Linked DNA regions of Mus musculus: region 2 is linked to region 1. The links are chromatin contacts, called in public HiChIP or PLAC-seq maps. All regions are on one chromosome and are shown on one strand. Each heading gives the region's core, a stretch centred on a gene start, on an enhancer-like site or on the middle of the called end of the contact. The rest is flanking DNA. Distances are from core to core; before and after follow the strand shown.

Region 1 (4,824 bases), core at 896-3,395:
CTCTCCTTGTGTGTTTATGTGTCTGTGTATGAGTGTATGTGTGTGTGTATGTGTATAAGTGTATGTGTGTGTATGAATGTATTATGTATTATGTATGTTTATGTGTCTGTGTATGTGAGTGTATATGTGTGTGTATAAGTGTATGTGTGTGTATGAATGTATTATGTATTATGTATGTTTATGTGTGTGTTTGTATGTGACATGTCGAGGTCAGAAGGCAACTCTGTGGGGTCAGTAGTCTCCTTTGACATTACATGGATTCTGGATGATTAAACTCTTGTTATCAAACTTGCATCCTTGGGTGACAGTGCCTTTTACCTCCTGAGCCATCTTGGCTGGCTCCAAGTATGTGAATATCTTGCTTCTTGTCAAACACACATATCTGCTGATGGTCCCTATTGCAATATCTTATTACAGTGGGGTGGCTCTATGGTCATTTTCTAGGGCCATTGTGCTCTCTTGGAACAAAACAAGAAGGAGGAGGAGGAGGAGGAGGAGGAGGAGGAGGAGGAGGAGGAGGAGGAGGAGGAGGAGGAGGAGGGAAGGAAGAAAAAAGAAAGGAAGAGAAAAGAAAAGGCAGGTTTCTCTGCTTTTGTCTCTTAATTTCTACCAGTGTGAACACTCCAGGCTTGCTCTGTTTAAATGCTGAAGATGTCCCAGACTTAGGCAGTGGGAGTGGCCTCAGGCCAGGTCTTTCAGGAAGGCAGCTTATCAAACAAAGAGTAACCTGAGCAGGCCAGGGTCCAGACAAGTGCCCACACTGACCTGCCTTCCTCTGCAGGCTGTCAGAGGGGATGGAAGTGACACCCTCAACCGGTCTCCCCTTTCATCTCAAGTGAGCAAGAACTCCGAGGTTTCACGGGTCCTGGGTCTGGTAGCCTTGTTTCATCCTGTGACTCAGAGTTTGGTAGAGGGGGTGACAGTGTGCAGTCTGGCAGGACAGCCAACAGGGAGGCCTCAGCTCTCTCACCTTCATTCTACCCACCAGTCCCTCTTACCAGAAAGATCAGTGACATGGGCAAAGATCTCACTGAAAGATAAAAAGATGTGATAGATCCCAAATCATTCTCTCCTCCAGCCACTTGAGCTCTGAAGCCTCTTCTCCCAGGATACCATTTTTTGCGGGGCGTCTCATGACTCTGCCACTGGAAAGACAGTGTGAGAAGGCCAACCCCACTGCTAAACGCAGCATTGCACAACATTGCTTGGCCATTACCAAAAGATCGACTTCTGTGGGCAGTAGGGTGTGGATGCAGAAGCCTGGCTCCCTGTTCTCCTAGGCTGAGGATGTGGGCGATGGATCTAGCCACATGGGGTCCTCACTGTCATACAGGTCTACTGGATTTCTTCATTAGTTGAGCACCTACTATTTGCCAGGCACAGCCTCAGCTCTCTAGAAGGTAGGAAAAGGGTGTGTGGGGGGTGGGGGAGGGTGGTGAACAGGATTGTGTATTTTCTAGAATTGAGAACTTGAGTTCAGAGGTAAATTTTTTGAACACCTTTTTCTTATAACTTGTGTTTTCCTTAAATTCACTTATTTGTTATGTGTCTGTGTGTGAATGGACCCATTCCACCGCTCTAAGTACGTAGAGATCAGAGGTCAGCTTTCTGGAGTCATTGTCTCCTTCCACCTTGGAAGTTGTGGGGTCTGAACGTTAGGCATCAGAGTTTAGTAACAAGCAAGCACATCGACCCACAGGGAAAGCGTCCCTGGGGCGAGTGGAGGTAGGGTTGAAGATATGGAGCCGACACCACGTGAAGACCAGGGGTAGGCAATTGCTGTGGCTTCGGAAATACAAACCTACGGTTCACAGGTACAGAGAAGGCACTTAAAACCACGAGACTGGATGAGGTCATCCGGACAAAGGATGTAGATCGACGAGAGAAGAGGCCAGACAGTGAACTGTAAAGCAAAGCAAATGACACCTCCACCCACGCCGTTCTCCAGAGGTGTCACGTGAATGCATCCAGAGGACACAGTCCCAGCACGGAGAACCGTGGCGGCTCTGGCTGTGGGCTCCTACAGCGGGGTCTACTGGGGGCGGCGCCTCACTCGGGCGTGGGCGGGGTCTCGGCTCCAGGCGGCCGCTCTGGGGCTTGCTGGCGGCTGGGGCGGTGACGTCACTGCATGACTGGGTTTTTATGAATGAAAGGAATCCTGTGCGTGAGTAATTCCGGGAAGCTCGCCTTACAACTGCGCGCGGCTCCAGCCCCCTTCGCCGCCTGCCCCATAACAAAACTCGGAGCGGCGCTGCGCGGAGCCGGGTTCCTAGTGAACTGCGGTCCCGATCGGAGAGGAGTGGGGCTCGAGAGCGGCCAAGGACCGCCACCGCGACAGCCGCGACAAGCACGCACTGAGCGCCGGGCCTGGCGGAGAGCGGTAAGGACGCGTCAGGGACGGGGACCGAGCTCCAGAAGTGTGAGCTCCGGGTCCTGCCTGGGCGGCGCGTGGTCCTCCTGCCCCTTCGGCGCCCCCTTAACATCAGCTCCCGGAGGGGCCTCCGAGGGGCTGGCTGGGAGGCGGTGCGCGGGCCCCGGAGGAAGCCGGGGCGGGGGCGGGGGCGGGGCGTGCACGTACGTGACTCGGTGAGAACAGTCCCTGGAGCCGCGCCCAGCACCTTGTGTGCGCGGTTTGTTTACGTCTCCCGGTGGCGTGCGTGCGGCTGTGTTCTTTGGGGAGCGTCCTGAGTTCTGCGGGCTGCGTGCACACGGTGTACTTCGGGGTGTGTGTTTGTGTGTGTGGCCGCACGCGCTCCTTGGAGACTGACACTAGCCCAGTGTATCTTGAAGTGGGTGCGCACCAGTGTCCACTGGAGCAAATGCGGAATAAGGACCCGAGCGAAGGAAGTGGCCCGATCGGTGGTCACACCAGGTCTGGAATTTTTCTCCCGCCCCTTCCACCCTCCGTCATCCTCCCCCTTTCCACCAGCCGGGACTGCCCGGTCCCTGTTGTCTCTGGAGTTTCCCCTGGCTGGAGCCATGTGACATCAGTGTTTGTTCCTCGCCCAGCGCGGGTGCCTGCAGCTTAGAATAGAGCAGAGGTTAGCGAGCCAGTCTTCTCCTGGCCACCTGGTGGATCTGGGAACCTAGTACATGGGAGTCCTTCCTTAGCCCCAAGTTTTCCGGCTCAGTATGGACTGTCCACCCCTGGATTGTCCCATTCTTCCAGTCTCAGGAGAAACAGGCAAGGCCAGAAAGTTTGTGACAGATTGGAGAACACAAGGCTCCCGGACTATTCTGTTGGCGACTGTGGTTGGTCTGGGTGTCTGAGGCTGCACCTGCTGGGTCCAGGAGGATGGCATGAGGCCCACTGTCACACTCCTCAGGTTGGACTCCTTAGACTGGACCTCTGTGTAGACCGATCGGTGGTCACACCAGGTCTGGAATTTTTCTCCCGCCCCTTCCACCCTCCGTCATCCTCCCCCTTTCCACCCTGGACCCCAGGGCTACTTAAATACTGGGCCAGCTGGCACACCTGGAGTCTACCCATGCCCAGCAAGATCAGCAGCCAGTGCTAACCCCTGATCTTCCTGAGGGAAGGGTTAATGTGGGAGAGGAGCGCTGCCTGAGAACACCTGTTCTGGGAACCCCCGTGATCCCACTCAAGACTTTCCCTCTTACCCCCTCCCCCACCCGAGGGTGCTGGAGTCCGAGGAGGTGGCAACTGAACTAGTTAGGGGGTGGAATCAGTGATATTTTAACTTTGAGCCCAGTGAGTTCTGCTACCACTGTGAGGATTCCAGGGTCCCCATCTGCAGTATGATGGCAGGAGAGCTCTGCAAGACGCTCTGGAAGCTGAGATGCACAGCCTGTTTTCCAGGGGAAACAGGGAAAGCAGAGGCCATCCCAAGGACCGGGGCTGGATAGAATTGGGGGTTAGGGGTTTGCAGCCAGGCCCACAGGAATCATGTGGGTCCATCCTCAAACCTCATCAGGAAACATCTCCCAGTAAAGCTGGGGGATCAGAGGTGAGGGGACGTGGCTAACTGGCTCACTGACAGATGGAAACTTAGCATTGAAAGATGGTTTTCCCTTGAGTCTCCAGGGGACACTTTTTTTGTTTAACAAGCATTTTGTCTGCATGTATATGTTTGCACTGGGTGTGTACCTGGTGCCAGCAGAGGTCAGAAGAGGGTTTTGGGTCCCTTGGAATTGTAGTTACCAGTCATGTGGTTGCTGGGAACCAAATCTGGGTCTTCTCTGTAGGAGTGTTCTTAACCACTGAGCCGTCTCTTCACCTTATTTATTTTGGAAAGGAGGACAAATTTATTTGAGCTCATGGTGTGAGGGGGTATATGCTCACCGTGGCAGGAAGCGTGGTGGTCAGACCAGTTTGTCTGTGGCTGTGGTGGTACGGGGCTGCTGGCCCCCATCTCAGTGCCCCTGGAAGCTGCTGGGCCAGATGTTGGGGTGAGGCTGATAGGCAGATGCAGAGATTGCCTTCTAGGAAACAAAGTAAAAGAACCAAAGAAGTAGATACAGTGTAGCAGCTGAGATAGGCGGGATGATGCAGAAAGCCAAGTTTGCTTAAGTAGCAACAGGGCTTCTACTTAGCTGGCCTCAATCATGGAAGGTTTCGCCGGGGGATGTGGCTAGCAACTTGGTGACTGATGGTGACTCTGGAACCCGGAGGACAAGGGCTGTATTTCCTCTTTGGACCTTCAAGGCGCAGCACAGGACCTGGCAGACAGTAGGTGCTCCCTGCATCTGTGGCTAGTTGAAGAAATGAGCAATGGGTCTAGGTCCTTGAGGTCTGTGACACAGGTAGAAAGAGGACCTCGGGTCCAGGGAAGCAGAAAGCAAGACTGTGGGCTATTGGGGGCT
Region 2 (4,972 bases), core at 828-3,327, 170 kb after region 1:
AGAGCCTTTTCCTGCCAGCTGGTGATATCAGCCTGGCCCAGGGATGTGGAGCTGGCTCTGAGTGGAAGGCGTTGGAGGGGCTCGCGATTTGTCTACAGGTCTAGCGGCCTTGCTGGGATGGGAAATATCTGGAGGCTGGGTTGATGATTTCAGTCCCCGGGTTAATAAGAAGCTGCCCATTGTCTTTCAGCCATCTCCGTTCCTAGCGTTCCCTGCCTGTCCCAGGCATGCAATTGAGTGTGAGCTCAGACTCTACCAGAGCTGGGGAGGCAGAGAGCAGCTGAGGGCTACGTGGACAGAGAGGATGGGCAGGGTATGTGCTCAAGGTACAGGGTACGGTGTTGAGAACACCCGTGCAAATACGTAGAAGCCACAGGGCATAGGGCATGTCCTGGGAAGGACACAGGAGGAAGAGGAATCCAGAAGGTAGGATGGACTAATGGTGAAAGGCTTTTTCCGGTCACATTCGGGATCCAGGATGAAGGAAACCATCGAAGAAGTAGGAGCAGAGGCAGAGGCTCAGCAGGTCTCTTGAGACTCCGGAAATGGAGGTTGAGAGCATTTTGAGATGTCACCTGGGAGGCTGATCAGGAGAGGGACTTGGTTGAGTATGGATCAGACACATTTTGGATCCAGTGGCTCTGGACTGAATTAGACGTTACCGGGGGTTTGTAGTAGTCAGTTGCCTGAGAGATCGTCTCTCACGGCCCTTCTGCTTGCTGGGCCTGTGACTTTGCTTTAGAGGTCCGGGGTAGGATTGGGGGAGTGCTTGTTACCTCCTCCCTCATCCTGTGAGGGACACTGTGCCCTGATACCCCAATGCCCTGCCTTAGGGAGCTGACCTACTGAGAGACCAGCAGAAAGCGACAGGAGGAGCAAATCAGTATGCGTTGCTGTAGGCGAAAGAAAAATGGCAGCTGGTGCCAGCCCCAAATGCCAGAGACACACTGGCCACTGTCCCACTGTCCTGCTGAGTTGTGTAGCCTGGGGCTTCTGTTTCCCTATCAGTCAGAGGGACTCACTCACGGTGTCTCTCTTCTCCTGGGCTTCTGGTAGGGATAGTGTTTATGTGTTTATGTGTGGAGCCACTATGGGTAGAACCCTGAGCCTACAAGGTTAAGAGGACTGGAGGATATAGTGGCCAGGTATCCCCCATGAAGCTGCTGCCTAGACTGTCCTAATAGGGCAGGTGCCTCTTTGGCAAGGGCTTGGTGAAGGGGCAACACAGCCAGCCCCACCTGGTCTAGGTCGCCTCCCCATCTGTGTCACCCCCTATAGGAGTTCCTTTATGGCCTCGTCTGTCTCCCTGCTAGGCTCTACTCAGGTCCTAGGTCTTGGTCACATGGCTCCAATCACATGTGCGGGGGATGGGGGGGAGGGGAAACAGGACTACTAGTGAGGAATGTGAGGCCCACACTCGCCTGCAGCCGGTATCTGGGCCCAGTGTTCTTCAGAGTGGGAGAGACCTTAGGAGTCTCCTCCATCATTAAAAATGTCACTCTGACTGGGTAGTGGTAGCACGCTCCATTAATCCCAGCACTTGGGAGGCAAAGGGAGGTGGATCTTCTTGAGTTCAAGGCCAGCCTGGTCTACAGAGAGAGTTTCAGGATAGCCAGGGCTACATAGAGAAACCCTGTCTCGAAAACATACAAACAAGACAAAAACAAAAAAACCATCCCAAGACTGCCCGTCACAACCAGAAGAGTGAGACAGGGAGTGTGGGCACAGGAAGGCAGAGTCACTACAGGGGTCACAGGATGCAGACCCTGTGTTCACTTGGAATAGAATCTAGACAAATTGCTAGGCTGGAGGGGGTGTGGCAAGAGCCAGGAGGGAGGATGGCCCAGGCAGCAGCTGGGACAAGGCTTTGGGTCTTTTAAGGACATTTGGAAGTCACATAAAAGCTTTAAGCAGAATTTTGTTTTCAAATAGCCCTTGGGTTTCTGGATGGAGAATGGAAAGTGGGGGTGGGGGTGGGGCCGCTGGCCAGCAATTGTTGGGCTATCTGAGAGTAGCCGAGTAGAGAAGAGAGAGGCTAAAGAATACTGGGGCGTGGTGACTGGAGGGGTGTGAGAGAGGGAGAGAGGCTCAAGGGTGGCCATGAGTTTGCAGAGGGATGAAGGGCTGTTTACCAAGAAGGGGTGGAGAAGGCTATTCGGAGATAGGTTTGTCTTGGATGACTTTTGGGGCCTTGTGGGATTGTCCTGAAAAATGGAGCGGACAGATGAATGAACATACAGGCCAAAACTAAGAGGAGCCTTGGATCTGGAGGCTCTCTGGAGTGTGTGTATGTTTGTGTGTGTGCATGTGTGTGTGTGCACACGTGTTAGAAGCCATCAGCCACAGGGATGGCTGAGATGGCAGAGATACAGAACAGCAGGCAGCTGGGTGATTTGTGGACAAAGACAGGTAGAGCCATAGAAGGGGAGGCACAACCGCCTGATGTCACAGAGTCCAGGAGAGGGATGCTAAGGATGGGAACGTTCTGTGAGCAGCTCTCGAGAGCAGTAGTGAGGTCAGTTGACCTTGGCTTCAGAGACACCAGCACTGGGACTGGAAACGTTGGGCGTGGCAAGGTGTGGCCGAGGCTAGTGTGGGCGTGGCAAGGTGTGGCCGAAGCTATTGTGGGCGTGGCAAGGAAGGAAGATAAAGGAAGTTCCTGGCCCTTGGAGCCATCTCCTTGACCTGCAGGAGAGCCATAAGAGTACAGGGCCCAGGCAGGGGGTGAAGCAGGAACACTGGGGAGCCGGAGTCAAGGGTATGGAACCTGTGACGCTAAGCAAGTGTTCTTGCCCAGGGCCACGCCCCAGTCTCTCCTGCTCCTTTTTTTTTTTTTTTTTTTTTTTTTTTTTGAGACTGGGCTCCTTTGCCTGGGCTGGTTTGCCTCTGCATCCTGAGTGATGGGATTAAGCACTGCACCAATGCACAAAGGCCCAGCCCTATCCTTGCCTTCTTGTGAGAACCTTTATGGCCACCAGGTATGAGCTGGATGAATGAGGGCACAAGGGAGCCCTCTGGACGCCGAAGCTCTTTCACTAATAAAACCCCTGGTTGTAGCGGCACAAGCCTGAGATCTCAGCACGCAGAAAGAGATGGCAGGGAAATTAGGATTTCAAGACCAGTTTTGCTACACGGAGAGTTCAAGGCCAGCCTGGGCCACATGAGGTGCTGTCTCAAATATACTGAAGATCTGGCTGTTGAGATGGCTCAGTGACATAAGGTACTTGCTGTTAAGTTTGAGCTTCTGAATTTGGCCCATGTGGTACAAGGAAGGAGCCATCCCATGAAAGTTGTCCCCTGACCTTCATACATGGTGTGCACATACACACAGATACCACAAACACATACTAAGTAAGGAAATAAATTTTATAAATAATTGTTTAAAAAAATAACATTAAGGGCTGGAGAGATGGTTCAGCAGTTAAGAGCACTGACTGCTCTTCCAAAGGTTGTGAGTTCTAATCCCAGCAACCACATGGTGGCTCACAACCATCCGTAATGAGGTCTGACGCCCTCTTTTAGTGTGTCTGAAGACAGCTATGTGTACTTAGATATAATAATAAATAAATCTTAAAAAAAAGCATTAAAAGTAACAAGACTCTAAATCAGATACAGGACTAAATAAAGAGTAGACCAAGAAACACCACAGACCATGGCTGGAGAGATGGCTCAGGGGTTAAGAGCGCTGGTTGGTCTTACAGAGGACCCACATCATGTCTTAACAGCTGTTTGTAGCTCCTGTTCCAGACACTTATATGGGTTCTTATATGGGAACATATGCTTCATATATATTCATGCAGGCACTACACACACACAACATTTTTGTTTGTATTTTGAGATATGTTACTACTATGTGGTCATGGCTGGCCTGGAGCTGACAGAGATCAACCTGACTGGGTACTTGGATTAAAGGTTGGTACTGCTACACCCACCTAAAATAAATAGCATTATATTATATTTATTCATTCATTCCTTTTATGTGTATGTGTTTGTACCTGAGTGGTCTGTGAACCACTTGTGTGCATGACAGTGGGTATCAGAAGAGGGCATCAGATATCCCAAAATTGGAGTTATTGGCAGTTGTGAGCCACTGTGTGGGTGCTGGGAACCAAACTGCAGTCTTCTGTAAGAGTAGTAAATGTTCTTAACTACTGAGCCATTTCTCCAGCTCAATAGGTTCTTTTAAAAAAGACAGACAGACAGACAGACCTTGGAGTTGGGCACTGTGGTGGCACAGACTTGCAACCTCAGCACTGAGGAGGCAGAGGCAGGGAGGGCTGCTAAAAGCTGGCGGCCAGCACCTTTACTTTGATTGATTAATTAGTTAGTTAATTATAATTTTGAGATGTGGTTTCACTGGGTAGCCCTGGCTGGCCTTGAACTCAAAAGGCCTACCACTGCCTCCTAAGGTATGTGCTTCCATGCCCAGCCCAAAGCCAGCATTCTTCTTCTCCTTTTTTTTTTTTTTTTTTTTTTTTGGTTTTTCAAGACAGGGTTTCTCTGTATAGTCTTGGCTGTCCTGGAACTCACTTTGTAGACCAGGCTGGCCTCGAACTCAGAAATCCACCTGTCTCTGCCTCCCAAGTGCTGGGATTAAAGGCGTGTGCCACCACCACCCGGCTCCTTTTTTTTTTTTTAAAGAGATTTATTTATTATTTTTTGTATGTGAGTACACTGTAGCTGTAAAGATGGTTGTGAGCCTTCATGTGGTTGTTGGAAATTGAATTTAGGACCTCTGCTTGCTCACTCCCTGTTCGCTCCCGCCCAAAGATTTATTCATTATTATACATAAGTACACTGTAGCTGTTTTCAGACACACTAGATAAGGGTGTCAGATTTCATTATGGGTGGTTGTGATCCACCATGTGTTTGCTGGGATTTGAACTCAGGACCATCAGAAGAGCAGTCAGTGATCTTACCCTGCTGAGCCATCTCACCAGCCCAGCCAGCATTATTCTTTTCGTTTATTTGT

The links. HiChIP or PLAC-seq counts read pairs in DNA pulled down with a chosen protein or histone mark.
Region 2: an H3K27ac HiChIP or PLAC-seq map of extraembryonic endoderm stem cells shows a contact between it and region 1. The contact joins the enhancer-like site here to the promoter of Maff in region 1. A contact is called at or near these places in 5 of 39 promoter capture datasets (the 3T3-L1 cell line, cranial neural crest, embryonic stem cells and 2 more), 9 of 115 datasets of contacts at active chromatin or transcription factors (CD8 T cells, the SCID.adh cell line, bone marrow-derived macrophages and 6 more) and 1 of 9 other capture datasets (adipose tissue).

Annotation. Positions count from the first base shown.
Region 1 is chr15:79,345,375-79,350,198 of GRCm38.p6, forward strand. It overlaps Maff (v-maf musculoaponeurotic fibrosarcoma oncogene family, protein F (avian)), which reads left to right and starts at 2,146. Exons shown (of 3, transcript NM_010755.4): 1 at 2,146-2,380.
Region 2 is chr15:79,516,959-79,521,930 of GRCm38.p6, forward strand. All of the region lies in intron 1 of Kdelr3 (KDEL (Lys-Asp-Glu-Leu) endoplasmic reticulum protein retention receptor 3), which reads left to right. Among named protein-coding and RNA genes, the nearest start is that of Kdelr3, 3.0 kb to the left of the region's middle. Within about 2 kb of position 2,078, at least 20 of the 459 cell types and tissues checked have an H3K27ac peak or open chromatin away from gene starts, as enhancers often do. A contact at or near this core is called in embryonic stem cells and extraembryonic endoderm stem cells, where this site is marked.